Linked DNA regions of Sus scrofa: region 2 is linked to region 1. The links are chromatin contacts, called in public HiChIP or PLAC-seq maps. All regions are on one chromosome and are shown on one strand. The core of a region is the stretch at or near the end of the contact, and the rest is flanking DNA. Distances in the headings are between cores, read along the strand shown.

Region 1 (6,896 bases), core at 2,262-4,761:
CATGTCAGCCGGCAATGGCTTACTCCCTGAGTGCAGGCACCTGCTGTGAGCTCCATTTGCCCGTGGCGTGCACCACCACCACCTTCTAACCATGCTTTGCCAGACTAGGCTGCCAACCCGCCTCCAGTGAGGCAAGGAAGAGCTATGTGCCCCTTTTCAGGGAATGGAGCTGGCAGAGGGTGAGCAGTCACAGGGGCACAGCCCCCACTGATCTCACACTGTCATCTGCTCAAGCCAACAACAGGTGTCTTACCTCCTTTGGGTGCTGAGTGAGACACCACAATGTTGGGAGAGACATGAAAAGGTGAGCCTGTGCCAGCCTTCCGGGATCTATATACCAGAAGGGCTAGGAGAGCCAGGAATAGCATCCCCTTGAGACAAAACCACTAAAGAGCAACAGCAGAACGGAGTGCTTAAGATTCTGAGTTTGGGCGCCAAACAGGCCTGGGTTTGAATCCTGGCTCAAGCACGACTTAACCCTGTGACCTTCAACCATCTGCTTAACTCCTCTCAGCCTATCTGAAATTAAGGGCAATGATATTTGAAAAGGAGAACAAAAAGATTAAGCTGAACCCCATGAAACTGTCAACATTTAACCATTTCTTTGACCTTCAAAACTGGCAGTTTCATTGCTCACAGTATGTCGGTTTTTTTTTCTGAGAATTAAAGGAGGTATTACAAAAGCCTGGCATACAGTAAGTGCTCAATAAGTGACGGCTACTATCAACAAACCAAAGGCAAACCCAGAGCACATACTAAGAGAGGCAGCCCACAGATGTGCTCACCACCACATGGGAGAGGAGGTCAGGGAATTTTTAAAAATGATTTTATCGCTTTATTTTTGAATACTGAACAAAATTCAATATGGTGCAAAGTGAGGCATCTTCCCACCCCCGTACTCCAGCCATAGTTTCCCCAGAGGCAACCACTCTTCCGGGGATTTGTGTCTTTCAAAATATTCCACGTTATATATAAGCATTCACACACACATTGCACACACACACACACACACAAATGGCAGCACACCATACACATTGTACTTAATGCAACTCAGAGAGCCTCCTATATGGAGATAGATCTCTGCCCCATTTTCCCCTCACGCTTTTTAACAGCTTTATTGTATTCTACTGTATGGCTTTCACCTGATTTCACTTGAGTCCCTACTTGACAGACATTTGGGTTGTTTTAAACCTTTTGCTAAAATCAACAATGCTGCAATGAATATTCAACGACCAGATATCACTTCATACATATCAGAGTTTATCTGAAGGATAGTCTCAGAAATGAATTGTAGGGCTAAGTGATGTGTATATATATATATATATATATATTTTTTTTTTTTTGTCTTTTTGCTATTTCTTGGGCCGCTCCTGCGGCATGTGGAGGTTTCCCAGGCTAGGGGTCGAATCGGAGCCATAGCCACCGGCCTACGCCAGAGCCACAGCAACACAGGATCCGAGCCGCGTCTGCAACCTACACCACAGCTCACGGCAACGCCGGATCGTTAACTCACTGAGCAAGGGCAGGGACCGAACCCGCAACCTCATGGTTCCTAGTCGGATTCGTTAACCACTGCGCCATGACGGGAACTCCAGTGATGCATATTTTTAAATGGCCAAGTCCAAATTGCTGTCCATTCAGGCTTTTGTCCCTCCCCACCTCATCGGCCGCATGCACAAATTCCCGGGTCAGGAATCGAACTCCACCACAGCAGTGACCAAAGCCACAGCAATGACAACGCTGGATCTTAACCCACTGAGCCACCCAGGAACTCCCTCCTGAGGTTATTCTAATTCATCCTCCAGCTAGCAACAAGTTCCACCTGTTTCCCCACAGAAGCGATCCGTTTTGAGTTTTTGACAGGAGGGAGACAGTTCAGTTGGGTTGGCCAGGACAGGCAAGATGGTGGCTCAGCGGCCAGCCTGCTGTAAGTCACCCAGATCAAGAGGGAGGCAGTGCCTCAGCATCAGTTATGTAGGAAGCACTCTTCAACCCCCAGGGAGCAGAGGTGTACACACAGATACACAGAGAGGAGAAGAGAACGGTCAAGAACACTCTTCTGGAAGCAGAGTGGGAGGAATAATACCTCTTGCTGTGGCTGGTGACTTCTAGAGGGGGCAGAAAGGGAGCCACATTTTCTCAGCTCCCCTATTAGTTTCAACGAGTCTGGGACCACAGGGTGTATGTACCCCACTGTACCTCAGCTTTGGTGGCTGATCAGAGAGGGAGGGTGGTGGACAGTGGAGCAAACTCCACAGTTGGCATTAAGGAGGCTTCCATCTGTGCCTTGCCTCTTCCCCTTTTCAGCTGTATGACCTTGGGCGAATCACAATTTTTCGGAGTCCCAGTTTCCTCCTTTACAAAATGGGGATAACAACCTGCATAAACACTGGAAGGGATGTTCTATAAAGTGTTAAAGTGATGTAACCGTATACACAGTGTCTTTGGCACAGAAGACAGTCCACAAAGTTTAAGGAAGGAACAAATGACTTTTCCATTGAAATTGTTATGAAAATGATCTTTCAAGCAGAAGTTTTAGCACGAACTACGGCTCTGTCCAGAAGTTTTGTGCGGTGTATTCGCAGCAAAAACTTATGGAGGAGACGTCCCCGGGCAGGAACAAATCCAACAGAAAGTGAACTTACTCCCACAGGAGGGGCTTCATTGCCTCTGTCCCCTCCATTAAGGTCCCCTGAGCCCCGAAGACAGGTTCCTCTCGAAGGCTTCTAAGACCCAAAGTTCCTGGTGTCACAGGGAGACCACCTAGTCTTCTTTTCTGTTGGACTGACCCTCCTCTAGGAGTCAAGCCTAATCCAAAAAGGACCCGTAAGAGAACACCCCCCCGCCCCCCCCAGAAATCGCACAGAGATAACCCGAGATGAGACGGGGAGGGAAGCGGGAGGAGTGAGAGCGAGCGAGAGCTCAGGCAACGCGGCGGAAAGCCTGCAAGTTCGCTCTGAGTAACTGGATCGAACCGGTCCCAAACTGAGGATCCTCCCCAGGAAGGCTACTCGCCTCGCGGTGCGGGTCCCCGGAGCCTGACCTGCCGCTCCCGGCGCTCCAGGCTGCTGGGAGCTCGTTTCCAGGTACGAAAGCACCTGTTCCGGAATTGCCCTCTGGCCAGAGGGAACCGATCCTCTCCGCCCAACTAAACAACTCTCCTCGGCCAAAGCACCCCGACCCGGGTCCCCGCCAACCCCATCTCAGCCAGCTGGGCGCCGGGGGCCGCTCACCTCCAGCCTGCTCGCCGGCTTCCCCGCCGCGTATCCGGCACACGGGCGCCCGGAGCGCGCGTCCGCCCCTGACCTTGCGTCGATCTCGCTCGAGTCCGCAGCGGCCGCCGGGTCTCCGCTCCCCTGCAGCAGGGGTCGTGGTGGGCGGGGCGGACCGGGCAGGGCCAAGAGAGGTGCCCGCGGGCAGGCAGTACAAAGCTGTGCGGACCTCGCAGCGCCCCATTCAGCGCTCTGCCGCGCCCCCTCCCCGCCCGCTCCCCGCCCGCTCCTTAAAGGCAGAGCGCCCGGCTCCGCTCCTGGGGCGGCTCGCCGAGAGGCACAGGAAATGACCTCAGCAGGCTCCAGCCTCCCACCTCTCGGCACCGCTCGGCCCGTCCCTGGGGCGGTGGGGAGGGCGGCGGGGTCCGGTGGGCGGGGGGTGGGGGTTTCTCCGGGACTTCGGTCTCCAGCTCTCTGCCGAGGCAGAATCGGCTGCCTCCGGGGGCGGCCGGGGCGCCCCGGCATCTGCTCATCTTCCAGGCAGCCTGGGACCCTCGCGGGATGGGGCTCAAGACCAGACCCTTCCCCCCAAAAGAGATTCCAGCCACTTGTCGGGCGACTGGCAGGAACCGTCACTCCCGGATATGTGGAGAAGTCCTTACTTCAAAGAGTCTGTCCCACTGGCAGACCAAAGTTCTGATTTGTAATTTGCAATTTGAAAAAAACCTCACCAGAGCCTAGAGGGTAACCTGCTTGCGTATGTATATATGTATGCATGTATGCATTCATGCATTATTTATTTTAAAGGAGCCGGCTGGGGAGCCAGAAAGGCCAACAGGACACTGCCTTCAGGCAGTTGGCAGTGCACCCTTGCTGTGTCTCAGCTCTCCAGGATAATCCTACACCCAGAGGGATTGGTGCTTTCCATTTTTGGTTAGGTGGGTATGGGGTAAAGAAGATGAATATGAACAATATTGCGGGGGAGGATTCACGTTTCAAAACAGCTGTCTTCCCCAATCCTTCGGTCTCCCAGTCAGGCCTGAACAGAGGCAGACATCAGCAGGGTCTGTTTCTCCAAAGGGCCTTTAGAAGTTTCACTCCAGGCGGTGGTAAGGAGCCCCTGGCTGCACCACAGGTTGGAATCTGAGTCTCTGGAGGTGAGGCTGGGAAGTTACCCAGCTAATAAGCTCCCCAGGTAATTCTCAAGCACCATTTTAAGAGCCCAGACTCTGTGGAAAGCTGACCCTAGTAGTTCGGGAGGCCAAGGATGAAAGTTCAACTGGGGTCAGTGGGACTTCAGGGGCTGAACTTGCAAATGGATTCATAGCTTCTGAGGATTGGAATAGATTACCCCCAGACTCTGGGACACTGGCCACTGCTATCCCTTTCAATACCTGAAGTGTTGCAAAAGCAAGTCCTGTGAAGTTCCTAAGGAGATTTTGTTATTTCATTCATTTATGCGTGCATGCATTCACCCATTTTAAATAGGTAATCATGCACATGGTGTATATTTCAAATAATACAGAAGGGCTAAAAATGAATGGTCAGTCTTCCGCCTGCCCTGTCCCTTGTCCCTCAGATCACTCCTCCTCAAGAGCAACTACTGTTGTAGGTTTTTGTGTGTATTCCTTTAAGATATTTTATGCATATGTAAGTATTCATGTATTTATGAATACATATGTATACATGTGTATTTTTTTCCCTTGACTTTTTTCCCTTTTGACTTCCTCTTTTTCTCTTGACTTTATCATTTGTTGACTCTAAGTGTGATGTGTCGGCACACTTAGAGATGCCTTTTCCCCTCAGTTTTATTGAGATATAATTGATATATAGCACTGTATCAGTTTAAGGTGTGCAGCATAATGATTTGACTTATGTACATCATGAAATGGTAACCACAAGTTTAGCGAACATCCCTCATCAGATGTAGATCCAGAATTAAAGAAATAGAAAAGAAATTTTCCCCTTGTGATAAGAGCTCTTAGGAGTTAGTCTCTTCACAACTTTCATAGATAACACAGCAGTGTTAATTATATTTATCATGTGTACAGTACATCATCAGGACTTATGTATCTTATAACTAGAAGTTTATACCTTTTGACCACCGACCTACAATACCCATCCCTCCGCCCTGCCTCTGATAATCAAAAATCTGATCTCGGAGTTCCCGTCATGGCGCAGGGGAAACGAATCCGACTAGGAAGCACGAGGTTGCGGGTTTGAACCCTGGCCTCGCTCAGTGGGTTAAGGATCCAGCGTTGCCGTAGGCTGTGGTGTAGGTCACAGATGTGGCTTGGATCCTGCGTTCCTGTGGCTGTGGTGTAGGCCAGCAGCTGCAGCTCCAATTGGGCCCCTAGCCTGGGAACCTCCATATGCTGTAGGTGCGGCCCTAAAACAAACAAACAAACAAACAAAATCTGATCTCTTTTCTATGAGTCTGTTTGTTTCTTTGTGTTTGAAGTATAATTGTCCTACCACACTGTGTTAGTTCCTATCATACAACATAGTGATTGGATATTTCTCTGCATTTCAATAAGTCTAGTTATGATAAATCTCCATAAACAGATATTAGTTATTAACTGCATTCCCCACACTGTTCATTTCATACATGTGACTCATTTATTTTGCAACTGGAAGTTTGTACCTCTTAATCTCCCTCACTTATTTTTTTCCTCCCCAACAACTTCCTCCTCTCTGGCAACCACCTGTTCTCTATATCTATAACTATGTTGGGGGTTGTTTTTTTTTGGCTTTTTAGGGGCGCACCTACAGCATATGGAGGTTCCTAGGCTAGGGGACTAATTGGAGCTACGACTACCAGCCTACACCACAGCCACAGCAACGCCAGATCTGAGCCTCGTCTGTGACCTACACCACAGCTCACGGCAATGCCGGATCCTTAACCCACTGAGCAAGGCCAGGGATCGAACCTGCAACCTCAAGGTTCCTAGTCGGATCCGTTTCTGCTGCGCCACAATGGGAACTCCCCATTTGCTTTATTTTTTAACATTCCCCTAGCATTCCTAATGATAAATATTTAGGATGTTTCTAATCCTTGGCTATTACGGATCTTGCTACCATGAATATCTCTGTACATACTTCTTGGTCCAGTTTAATACTTAGAAGTGGAATTTCTGGGTGTAAACACAATGTGAATTTTAAATTTCAATAGATGTTGCCAAATTGCCTTCAAAGGAGACTGCACCAGAGTTCTCTTGTGGCACTGTGGGTTAAGAATCTGGTATTGTCATTGCAGCTGCTTGGATCGCTGATGTGGCACAGGTTCGGTCCCTGGCCTGGGAACTTCCACATAGCACAGGTGAGGCCAAAAAAAAAAGGACCTACATTTCTGTAGGTGTGTGTTTGAGGGCCCCTTTGTTCCTTCCCACTGGTATTCATGGAAGTGATTTATCACAAAGTACAAAGCTTTTAGAAAGGGAGGGTGGACTGAGTTAAATGCATGGACGATTTCAGAACACTGAGGGCACACAGAAAAAGGCTCACCAAGGTGTTAGCCGATGGTCTCCCAGCTGCACTCCTCCGTGTGACTTCCCTCTTGCTTTGGGTTCTGTTTCAACCTCATCTCTGTAGACGTGGGCAGGTTCCTTAACTCTCCGGGACTCAGTTTCCATGACTTTAATATGAGAATCATAATGGCTCCCTCTAGAAGATTAAATCAGACAG
Region 2 (6,896 bases), core at 3,278-5,777, 170 kb before region 1:
TCCGGGTGGGGCCTGAGAACTGGCATTTCTAACGAGTTCCCAGAAGATGTTCCTACAGCCCATAGTTTGAGAAGCACTGTTTTAATAGGCATAGTGTTAGGTGTTTGCTTCATGTGGTTATTTCAGACTTGTCAACTCTTTTTTTTCACCTTCAGAATTTGCTTAGATTGTCCAGGAACCAGTTTTCTTGAAATAGTATAGTTTAAAAAATTCCTTCTCACATGACTTCAAATATTGTGATCCATTTACTCAATCATTAAACAAACAAACAAGAACCTTCACTGAATCCCTGCTATGTACTAGTTGTAGAGAATAAAAAACTGAGTAAAAGAATTATCCTTGTTAAGGATTGGACATTGGGGCTGTGGTGTAGGCTGGCAGCTGTAGCTCCGATTTGACCCTGAACCTCCATATGCTGAGAGTGTGGCCCTAAAAAGCAAAAAATGAAAAAAAAAAAAAAAAGATCCTTGAGAAACTTTTCTGGGTGGTAAAGAGTTGAGATACCCCTCTGTATTTAATGGGGACTTAAAATAATTGGAATTCTGGCAATGAAGAGAAGATGTATGAAACACCTAGTACCTTGTTAGCATTTCTTTTCTGCTGTCATCTTTTCCTTTTTTTGTGGGTTATGAAGCTGGCTTTACTTGTTCTTTGAGTTTAAAAAGTTATAACTGCAGGTAGACCAGAAAAAAAGCAATTTTTTTAACCCCTCCAAGCATCTATGACCAACGTAAATAGCAGTACCTCAGCGACATGACACTGTACAGCATCCTATAGAGCTGACCTTAGAGACGTATTTGAACAAGATGTACATACAAAAGTGTTAATCAGGCACTGATATTACAGTTAAGTACGTACATACAAAGGGGACTATAAAGATTAAATGATATATGTTATATATCAAAGCATTCTGGTCAGAGATGCTCTAGTGAGCTCTAAAATGGGAATTATATTTTGTCTGGGGGAAAGACTGGAGAATGAAGAGGTAGGACAAACACTGGTCCTGTGAAGCACCCAGAGCACAAGTCATCGCTGGGTTTCTTTTTCTGTGTTCCTTATCCCAGGCAGAGAGCCAACTTCATTCTCAACCCTGTGCTTAAAGCCTCTCTCTTTCCTTGCAGTGACTGCCATGTGGCATGGGTCTCTGCCCAGGCTCGTAACGAGACAGTAGCAAGGCGGCTATGGGATGTCAGCTGTGACCTGCTGGGCATCCCTATGGATTGACGGGTGATGGCAGTTGGACCAAGAGAAGCCTGCAGCACACTACTCAGTACTCCCTGCCAAAATGATTCTCCTTCAGGATGGCCAAAACCTTGAGCACAAAGACTGCAAACCTTCCATCCTTGCCTGCTTGATGTTGGATAAAAGCCCAGTGTACACTGCCAGACTCATCTAAACGCCTTGCATTTGTCTAGATTTATTTTGTTCCTATTACTGCCAGAGTTACCAGAGATAATGTAGGATAGGTGGACCCTCATATGCCTGCCACCATATGACCGCTTGTATTTTCCCTCTGAAACCTACTACCTAGGAGAGCCTAAGCTATGGCAGGGTTGATTTACAGCACTTTAGATTTGTTTCTGTCCTTCTTGTCCACAATGTAGTTCCTCTCGACCAAACAACCTTCAAAGGGGCCACGCTGCAGCCTCAGCTAAGCTCCAGGAGTCACAGTGGCTTGGCTCAAGAGCAAGATTTCTCCCTTATCTCTTAAGAAAACCATCATGGCACCAACATCTGGAGTCTTGAAAGAAACTCTTAACTGAATCTGGGTTGTGGCATGGCTTCATCTCTGACACCGCTTTTAAGACACTTTCCCATGCCTAGACCACAAAAGAGCTTCCTTTTCTAAGAAGGTAGTAGGGTTTAGGGGATGGTAGGAATTTGGGGGAAGGCAGAGATAAAAATCAAATTGAAACTGTCATTCATTTTTCTATTTCTCAAACCAGCAAGAGGGTAGTGGAAGAAGCAGTTTGCAAAGATATGCCACCTGACTTCAATTACTGAAGGAGGCCTCATTTTTGTGCCTTAGTTTCTCTTAGAGAACCAGAAGACAGGAAAGGCTTTTTGATGATTGTCCCTGAGTGTATCTTTGTGTGTGTTCTTTTATATTTATGCAGTTGGGAGCATTCAAAATAGCCACAAAGGAACAGTATTATACTGGATCCTAGTGCAGGTAAATGATCAGAGACCGATCAAATCAGTGTCATTCAGTCTTTGATACAAATGGGTAGAGCTACAAATAGAAGTGAACTTTGTATCTGCTCAGAACTACCAATCAAGAAGCACATGGGTAGCATGGAAGAAATCCAAAAAAGAATCCTAGAAGATACTGCATGCAAAGGCAATGAAGGGACTAGTTAAGGGTTTGTTTTTCAGTCCCGGGCCAGGGATTGAATCCGAACTACAGCTGTGGCAACACTGGATCCTTTAACCCACTGCGCCTGGCTGGGGATAGAACCTGAGCTTCCACAGCAACCTAAACTACTGCAGTCAGGTTCTTAACCCACTGCGCCACAGCACGAACTTCTTCAACAAAATATTTTAAGGACTGGTGTTGGTAATTACAGTCAATTTAAAAAATCTTTTAGGGCATTTCCTTACATTATCTTGATATTAATGTCTACTGTACTTGCTAGAAATCTACATTTGGAGAACTTTTATCAAAAGGAATGCTGCTGAAGGAAGGCTGAGGAATTGGTAATAGTTCATCCCCTGTTTTGAGTACATACTTCTACTAGAGTTTGTGATTTTCTTGGACTAACATATATTCACTTAGGTGGAGAAAAGAGTGTAGGACCACAGTCTTCTCATATTTGTAAATAATCTTTTGTTGAACTTGTTTTGACCATTAAACTAGACATAGTTATTTTACGGAAAAATTGGGAAACTTTTGATAATAGTGTGGAACTGAATTAATATTTAATGTATATTGAACTGTCAATCACAAATAAAAACTTTTGATTATGTATCATGTTTTTATTTACCAGAATGAAAACTGTCAGCATTAAACAAATTTAATTTGAACCAAAAGAAGAAAATAATTAAAGTTTAATTAGAGTCAAAGGAAGAAAACATTTCATTATTATAGTTATGCAGTCATTTCTCATTCTGAGAATAATTTGTCCCAGAGTCTAGTACAGTACAGTCTCAATTCAAATGCCATTAACTCTGGTTATGCGATAATTTGATTAGTCATTCACCCATTTTCTACTAATCTTTCATGAAGAAAAGATCACTTTTTCCATCCCAGGCTATTTGTTACTTCTTTTTGTACCTGTCCCTTTTATTTATAACACAATGCTATGGGACTTACCACAGTACACTGCCACTGATGACCTCAGACTTTGCTATCTATCTCTATGTTCAATATTAGGAGCTCAACAAAAATTTGTTGAATCAATGATCAATGAATTCGGTCTAATAAAAAACTAGGGTCCAGGAGATAAAAATTACCAAATCATTTACCCCTGGTCAGTCATATATTTTTAACATGTGCGGGCAGTTTTAAGTATTCCAGAATGGGCTCCATAGGCAAACTCATCAGTGAAAATAGGAATTTTCCTCCATTAAATCACGAAAACCCACGAAGTGCAGAAAAAGATCTTGTAATTGTTAACACATTACACTTGAGAGAGAGCTGATAAAAGCCAGGTCTGCCTTCATTATAAATTACCCAAGCGCAGAGAGAAACTTATTCACCAACACTTTCCCAGATCCCACCACAGTGACTACCCTTAAATTGACAAACACCGGCTAAGTGAACGAGTGCACCGCAGCTGCGGCGGCTAGAGGGTGAGTATTTTAGGGGCCACCCTGCCCGAGGGCCACTCCTGAAAGCATATGACTGATCACTTGACTCCCAGTCAAAGTGCTTTACTGCTTGAGAGCAGGCAGGAACCTGACCCAGCTATTTTCCGAAAACTGAAAGCTAACAGTCATAATGTGGACTGAATCAGAGTGGCCAAACATTACCACCAGAGTGAAGACGACGACCACGCGCTACCGATATGTTAGCGTCACGTCCGCGGCCGCGGCGACCACAGGGCCACCGCCCCCAACGATGCGTGACTTCCGAGTAGGGGCGTTTTCCGCGCCGAACTACAGCCCCCAGCATGCACTACAGCCCCTCGACGGAAGGCGGATCCCGAGAGGGAGGGGGCCGTGCCGCCCGGCCTGCGGGTCCCCAAAGTCCCTTCCGCTGTGGCGCTCTCCCCGACGCCGAGCTGGGTATTTCCCGGGTTCCGAGACTGCCGGCTAGCGTCAGATCGCTGCCACCCCCGCAGGAGTCGCCCGGGCAGCGCACGCTGCCAAACTTTCCGTCAGGCTTTGGCGCCTGGCGCGCCGTCAGTGACGCCATGCAGGGGGTGGGCGTTCCGGTTCGGCAGGACCCCGCCGCGGCGCCGGAAGCGCCTCGTCCTGGGAGGTGGTGGCGGCGGTCGCCGTGATGCCTGCGGGGCTGGGCGGCTGACGGTGGCGTAGAAGTGGGCCCCGAGCCCTGAGTCTCGGCGGCCGCTGTTGTAGAGCGGCCTCCGCCATGGCCACCTCCGCCGCCTCCTCGGAGCATTTCGAGAAACTGCACGAGATCTTCCGCGGCCTCCATGAAGACCTACGAGGGGTGCCGGAGCGGCTCCTGGGGATAGCAGGGACAGGTAAGGCGGGGGCGGGCTGAGCCTAGGGGAACCCGGCTCCGCCAGCTCTGCGAGGAAGGGCCCCCACCCTCTTCTCTCGCTTCTCATTCTCAGACACGCCCCCTAAGGTTGGCTGGGTCCAGGCACCCGGGAGCTCCCTACTGCCAGGTGTTCCCTTTTGATCCTATAGCGTTCAGATTTTTCTCGTTTCGTCTTCAGCGTGGCAAGAAGAGTACAGACCTTAAATCTGAGATGCTGTGTTTCAGTAGAATGGGTTTCTTTTGTAGCTTTCTGTATTTTTGTTTTATATATCCAAAACTATTTTCAAAAGAGACCCAGACTGGCAGAAGAGCCGTAGCACAAAAAAAGTTCAGAACCCAAAGGAGTCATAACTCTGGGGGTTGGTAAGTAACCAGTCTTGGAGGGGGGGTTCTTTAAAATCAGGATTGTGATCATTAGGTATGGTCGTCCTCTGAACTCCGCCTAGACTGTTTCTTGCTCCTTGATTTTAAAGTTCGGATTGCTGCAGGTTTTGCTTGGAGGAAATAAAGAGTTCGAATTCACATAGGGAAGTTTGCCATAGTTTTTTGTCCTAAGACAAATAGCTCTCCATGGCAAAGCAGGTAAGATTTTTGTTGTTTTTACTTAAGTGTCAAAGCTTGAGTGTTTGCTCTGTGAGTTCCTCAAGGTCATATGAATTGACACACTGGTGAGAATTATATCTTTGTTTAACATATTTATTGGAGGAGTCTGCTGTGTGCTAGGCACTGTCCTAGATGCTGGTAATATTACAAACTACAGTGAAAACGCTTAAAGTCTCTTCTATAGGTTGATGATAATATAAATATCAAGAGGTGGTGCGGAGTTCCCGTCATGGCTCAGTGGTTAACGAATCCAACTAGGAACCATGGGGTTGCGGGTTCGATCCTTGACCTTGCTCAGTGGGTTGATCTGGCGTTGCTGTAAGGTGTGGTGTAGGTCGCAGACTCGGCTGGGATCCCGCATTGCTGTGGCTCTGGCGTAGGTGAGTGGCTACAGCTCCGATTCAACCCCTAGCCTGGGAACCTCCATATGCTGTGCGAGCAGCCCAAGAAATGGCAAAAAGACAAAAAAAAGAGGTGGTGTTAAAGCAATGTGAGAAAATAAAACAGGGCAAAGAAATAGGGAGGGGGCTCTAGCTTTAACTTGAGTAGCTGTGAAAGGCCTCTTTGAGGAGGTGATTTGAAGTTAAGTTGAGCAGAGATTTGAAGTAAGGGGGTGAACCATTCAAATCTGGGGAAAGTGAGAGTCAGGAAGACAGAACGGTACTGCAGAGATCCTTGAGCAGAAATGAGCTTGGTATATTCTAGGAAGAACAAGAAGGTCAGTGTTTGGGGTGGAAGGAGGAGATTGTGATAATAGATGAAGCTTTAAAGAGGTAGGCAGGGCCAGATCACCTGGGGCCTTGTGGAAAAGATTCCCATCTTTTTCTAAATGCAGTGGCTGGCAATTGAAAGTTTGTTTTTTTTTGTTTGTTTGATTTTCCTCCTGTCTTTTGAGGGCTGCATTCGTGGCATATGAAACTTCCCAGGCTAGGGGTTGAATTGGAGCTGCAGCTGCCAGCCTACGCCACAGCCACACCAATGCCAGATCCTAACCACATCTGCGACCTACATCACAGTTCACAGCAACACCGGATCCTTAACCCACTGAGCCGAGGCCAGGGATCAAACTTGTGTCCTCTTGGATCCTAGTCAGTTTGCTACCACCAAGCCATTCCGGGAGCTCCCTAAAGGGTTTTTAACAGAAGAGCAATGGAATCTGATGTACGTGGTTGAAGAATAGACCATTTTGGAGTTCCTATTGTGATTCAGCGGGTTACCAGACTAGGATCCATGAGACTCAGGTTTGATACCTGGCCTTACTCAGTGGGTTAAGGATCAGGTGTTGAAACAAGCTGCAGCATAGCTCACAGATGTGGCTGTGGCCTAGGCTTCTAGCTGGTAGCTGCAGCTCCGATTCAACCCCTAGCTCCAAGAACTTGGGTGATTAAGCACTGAATAATGTATATAGCACATCCATTGCATTTAGCTTATGCTCTGTAATTGAATTCAGTCATTTTTCAATAATCATTTAAAAATAAACATTTATTGAGATTTATGTATCAATCAGTGTCGGGCCCCTGAGGGGTTCCAGGAGTTCTTGCCTTAAACGGGAGCGAATTTACAGCCAAGTATTTGATGAGCCCTGAGATAGCTTTTTTGTCATGGTCTCAAAACTAACATTGGC

Evidence for each region. HiChIP or PLAC-seq counts read pairs in DNA pulled down with a chosen protein or histone mark.
Region 2: a contact with region 1 is called in an H3K27ac HiChIP or PLAC-seq map of alveolar macrophages. The contact joins the promoter of VTI1B here to the promoter of LOC106508372 in region 1. A contact is called at or near these places in 1 of 5 promoter capture datasets (liver), 2 of 47 Hi-C or Micro-C datasets (embryonic fibroblasts and heart right ventricle) and 2 of 2 datasets of contacts at active chromatin or transcription factors (alveolar macrophages and skeletal muscle).

The regions. Positions count from the first base shown.
Region 1 is chr7:91,244,300-91,251,195 of Sscrofa11.1, reverse strand. It overlaps LOC106508372 (pleckstrin homology domain-containing family H member 1-like), which reads right to left and starts at 3,511. Exons shown (of 17, transcript XM_021099392.1): 1 at 3,234-3,511. It overlaps LOC110261620 (a long non-coding RNA gene), which reads left to right and starts at 3,679. Exons shown (of 3, transcript XR_002345984.1): 1 at 3,679-4,150; 2 at 6,469-6,531.
Region 2 is chr7:91,411,111-91,418,006 of Sscrofa11.1, reverse strand. VTI1B (vesicle transport through interaction with t-SNAREs 1B) reads left to right here and starts at 4,527. Exons shown (of 6, transcript NM_214437.1): 1 at 4,527-4,649. The coding sequence starts at 4,535. RDH11 (retinol dehydrogenase 11) reads left to right here. Exons shown (of 8, transcript XM_005656347.1): 8 at 1,122-2,966. The coding sequence ends at 1,224.